2 separate regions of the Gossypium hirsutum genome follow, and region 2 is linked to region 1. A link is a contact called in public Hi-C data. All regions are on one chromosome and are shown on one strand. Each heading gives the region's core, a stretch centred on a gene start, on an enhancer-like site or on the middle of the called end of the contact. The rest is flanking DNA. Distances are from core to core; before and after follow the strand shown. Region 1 holds the start of LOC107911505 (C-terminal binding protein AN). Region 2 holds the start of LOC107910826 (golgin candidate 3).

What was found. Hi-C and Micro-C count contacts between places; a contact is called where the count stands out from the background.
Region 2: a Hi-C map of leaf shows a contact between it and region 1, with 2.2 times the contacts expected there. The contact joins the promoter of LOC107910826 here to the promoter of LOC107911505 in region 1. A contact is called at or near these places in 6 of 34 Hi-C or Micro-C datasets (anther, callus, hypocotyl and 1 more).

What each region holds. Positions count from the first base shown.
Region 1 is chrD11:8,451,676-8,454,208 of Gossypium_hirsutum_v2.1, forward strand. It overlaps LOC107911505 (C-terminal binding protein AN), which reads right to left and starts at 1,261. Exons shown (of 8, transcript XM_016839333.2): 1 at 414-1,261. The coding sequence starts at 1,025. LOC107911504 reads right to left here. Exons shown (of 2, transcript XM_016839332.2): 2 at 2,520-2,533.
Region 2 is chrD11:8,617,385-8,619,917 of Gossypium_hirsutum_v2.1, forward strand. It overlaps LOC107910826 (golgin candidate 3), which reads right to left and starts at 1,270. Exons shown (of 15, transcript XM_041105910.1): 1 at 846-1,270; 2 at 270-368. The coding sequence starts at 1,058.

The DNA of each region.
Region 1 (2,533 bases), core at 11-2,510:
AAAACCAAGCTCATTTTTAATTTAAATGCAATTTGCAGTATATCTGTAATTCCTTTTCAGTTTACCTAAGAAGATATAACTGAATAACATGTTAGAAGAGACTATATCTTTAAGATCTTTACACCAGGTCAAAATGCCTATAGCAATTTCAGATAGTGTTGATTTTGACAAAATCTGTGACACTTTTGACAAAGCATCCGCCCAAAGTAAATAAGAGAGTACCTTATTAGTACTTGCTAAATTTCATAAACAAGCAAGTACAGAAATGCTAAGTTCGAAGTTAAATTGGTGAAGGAAATAAGAAGTCAATTTTAAGTAGCAATATAACGGAGTTAAAGAAAGTTAAGAGTGTCTAGTGCAGTCGGAAGTCAACCTAATTGACCATTAATTCTCGAGACTAGCCGATCTTTTACCTCCACAATATCATAATACAGCACACTCATTTTGAAGGCTAAGCTTCTAGAGGCCAGAGATCGGGCCGATGCAGATCTACCAACAATTCCCAACACTAGTCCTCGGCACCGCCTCATTCCCCGACAAAGCGGCTGAACTGATCCAAGCCAACCGGAAGCCGAAAGCGCGTGGCGAGAGAGCAAGTGCGTGCGACGGAGCAAGCCCAGAAACAGCGCCATGACAGTGTCTGCGATCTCCTCAGCTCGCGAGGCGTCGACATGGACAAGACGTAGTCCGAGGTCAGCGGCTAAGGCGGAGTCGACGGCGCGGTCAGAGGAGCCGAGGCAGAGGATGAGCTGGTAAGGACGGAGGCGACGCTGGGCAGCTCGAGGGAGGTAGGAAAGGGAGTGGAGAAGAACGGCGGCGGCCCCCTCGATCTTCCCGTCGCCTAAGCTGCTGAGAGGGACGTGGTGGACCACTGCGACGCTGGCTAAGGATTCTTGCTCGAGGGCGCAATCTTCGATGCAGTTGAGGGAAATAACCAAAGGGAGAGGCGTAGGGTTGTCACGGTGACGCATTCCGGAAGAGGATCTGAGCATAGGCGACGTCGTGGAGTTGGAGGCGACGTTCATCCTCGGATCGTGCACTCACTATTGTGACGAGGTTAAAAGAGACTTCGGGTGGGAATTAGAGGTTACTGGTACTGGATATGGTTGATGAGTATAACTTTGGGCATTTTGCGGGGCTAAAGTTTCGCCAAGGGTACTTGCTTGCCTAAGTAAAACCGTGCTTACGCGTTTTGTCTTATCCTTGTTTCTTGATGTAGCTCCTCAGCTTCGGGAGGAATTTTAAAGGAATGAAATGTGTCCCCTTGTTTTTGGGCAACTGACCATTAACTTCAAAATTCCAATTATGTCCCAGTTTTTGGCAAATAAACGCCCTGCGCTGCGTTCAGACTATTGGCATGAGATTTTTGTTTTTTGAAGCTCTGTCTACCACATTCTATATAGTAGGCTAGGCTATGAATTGTGATATTACATGCATATATGATACAAAAACTCCGTCCAAATATATAGTATACGAAACATCCCCTTCTTTCTTTCATTAAAGAACGCGAGGATTAGTTCATTAGGAATCATAAGGGAGCATGTGTCATCCAATCTGCAACTTTGTTGTAACTTGACGTTGGCGCACGTAGTCAGTCATGGATGATCACATTATTTAGCACCATTGATCAGTCCAAAGTTGTTACATTCCACAATTCTTGATTCTTAATGATATCATATCAGAGTCAAACCTCAAAGCTTTTGGTTTTAAGCATAAATGCTGATGGACAATAAATGTCACACGTAATAATGGTTCCCTGGCAATGAAATGCCTACCACTCTTTTCAGCAGACCAAAGGTTGCATCGATGTTAAGTTTGACACCATCAAATGATGGAGGATGCTATTCATGAGACTGATCTCTTTTCTACACTGAGTGGAGTAAGAAATATGGATTCATGATTTCATTATGATTGGACCAAAACAATTCCCAAACATGTTTTGATCCCCACGAACACAAATTCATTACACGCTTTTCGAATGCACCAACAAATCCATGCAGCAAGGATGCCTTCCAAACAGCTAAGGCAAATGGATATTAAAACAAAGTGTGTACAGAAAATTCAATTTTACAGTACAAAATTTAATTTAAATTACACTTTTAATTATGAAAAGCTCTTTTTTAATGATCGGTAATCGGTAAAAAAGAGTTATCGATAAGTTTTTACCATTAATTTTTGAAACAATAATCAAATAATAATATCACGATCTATTATCTAAGTGAATTCTTCTAATTATAGTACATGTAATGTACTGCCTAATATTATAACCAGTTCCGTCTAATTTGATCCACACAAAGCAATAATCATAGAGTAGAATATAGCTCCTCAGTACTTTCAAATATTCTTTTGTGCATTTATTAGCAGGAGAATTAAGGAATAAGAAGTAGGAATTAGTAGCAAATAGCCCCTACTGACTGAAGCACTGAGTCTCCAAGAACTCACTAAAGGCGTCAACCTACAATTACCTGACTCAGTACCTTGTATCATGAACGATGTTTTTAAACAGGATACCTGTATAATAAGCTAAAAATTA
Region 2 (2,533 bases), core at 20-2,519, 170 kb after region 1:
TGGTAAATAGATATTGAATTCAATTTTGACAAATTTTATTATATAAGCATTAGATACTGTATCATAAGTCAAGTATTAGATATATACAATTGTAAAATGGATGATAAAAGCAAGATACTTCATTGCAATAAGCAAAACATTATGGATTCCATGTATGATGGAGGAATAACAATTTCAATAATTATTCGAATCATTATCATTTATAAAGATTTGAACTTTAGATCAACCCAAAAAATTTATTACAAGAACTACAACCAACCATCGGGTACCTCTTTTTCTTTTAATAAAGCAGCATAATTGACTGATAAGGACTTAATTTCTGCCTCAGATTCCTGAAGCTTCTTAATTTCTGCTCTGTATCTTCCAATCTACCAAAAATAACACAGAGAGAGAGAGAGAGGAGGAAGATGGTTTCGTTATCATGCATGAAGATTGGAATACCACAAATGCCTTACCAACCAGTATAATAGCATGAGCAAGACAAAAAAACAAACCAACCAGTATAATAGCAAAAGAAGTGCATGCAGCGCAGAAGTGGTGCAGTTTCGATCTTAAGCCACTAGCTCTTCAAATATTATAATTTTGACCATAGCACAAACCTGAATCAATTTTTTCTAACTCAAATAAGAAAATTGCAAGGCTAGAAAGCATTAAACCGAGCTACTTGGGTTCTATACCCGCAATTCACTTGCTCCCCAAACGGTCAAGTGTCGACTAATATAATTAAATATTTATTTACGGCACTGAACTACACACTGAATCAACTCAAAGCTACGTGAAATCAGAAGACCGGATACAGTTTTTTTTTTTTTAAATTCAAGCTCGAAAATTAATTGCAATCATACCTCGGAATTGAACGGCGAATCAATTCCACTGGCGAGAGAAGAGAAGGAAACAGGCTTTGAGTGTGCAAATGTATGAGAATTCCGTCTATCGGAGAAAGTCGAATGGCGTCCATTCTCCGAACCGTAGATCTCGAGTTCTTCGTCGTCATCCCCGTGCACGTCAAGCGTTATCTTATTCAAATTTTCCTTCAAATTAGCAATGGAAGTCCACATCTCCTTAAGATCCCGCAACCAATAGTTGTATTCAAGATAAAGAGGTTTTGAAAGTATCCGAGATCCCGCAAACAAGAATGGGAATAGGAAGACGTGCCAAAGAAGATTGGTAAATTAAATCTTCTTAAATTTTTGGGTTAATTATTTATGGCAGTACTAATTAGATTAGATGACATTGAGGTTTAGTTTGGCGGATTATCAGAAGGAGTGATCGTTAAAAAATATTTATGGTAGTTTATGGAAATATATACTGTTTTTAAACGTTAGGTATTGGGGCAGGCCTGAACAACAATTAGCAGGCTTTTTTATTGGGCCGATGAATTTGTAGCTCCCACTTCATAATGAGTAACGACCTCACCTCTACCTTCACTGACGCCGTTAGGATTTGAGCTAATCTATGTCGGCGACTTTCCTCCCGCTCCATTTTTCCCTATTCTTCTCCCGTTATAAAAATGTGAACCAAGTTTGATTGTTGGAAGCGCGTGCTTTTGAATCGCTGGCCCAACGGTACAATTTTCCCTCCATAAAAAAGGGATCGCTGATTTGAAGCGAGGGAGGAATACGCATTTCCCTCCGTGTCATGACAATGAAATTTTGGAGAAATTATCAAAGACGAAAGTTGTTGGTTAAAATCTGCCATAAAGTCCTTGTACTTTTTAAAAACTTAGAATTTAGTTCATGTATTTTATTTTTAAGAAATTAGTCCATTTACTTTTCAGATTTCAAAGTTCAGATTCCTTTGTTAATAGTGTTAAATTTATTGATATGACATTTTGAAATTAAAAAAAAATACTCATTTAATAACCATGTAATTAAAAAAATGTTGTAATGAACTTGAATTTAATAAAATAATTTTAAAAATATTAACCGTTAGACTCAAATTTTGAAATTTGAAAAGTAAAATGACTAAATTTTTAAGAACAAAAGTATAGAGACTAAATTTTAAATTTACAAAGAATGCAAAGACTGATATATTTGAACCATTTATAAAATATATATTTCAATTTAACTATACTAATTAATTACACAATATCTAAATAATAACAACAAAATAGTAGTAATATAATAGGAAATGGCAACAAAGTAATGGTAAAACAAAAATAGTTTTTTTTTTGGCAAATTCGAGTCGAGCTTAGGCCAAAAAAAGCTTACCCGAGGCCTAACTCGTTTTCTAAACGGGTCTTTTTTTTTGCCCAAGCCTATTTTTTGAATCTATATACTTTACCCAAACCCTCCCACTTTTCGGATTGGCCTTTATGGCCTGACCCATAATCAGGTATAGTCACTACTTTGAACGAGAACTCCGATTTGATCTTTCACCTATGCATCGAAAAATAGCGCGCTAAGCTAAGTCACTACCCATGAATTTAAATTTTACTACCCATAATCAGGTCTATTATAGCACGTGTGTCGCCCAAGGCATAAGGGGCATGATGACTTGACGTCATCCTCATCTTCCTCTGGTTGAAAGCCAA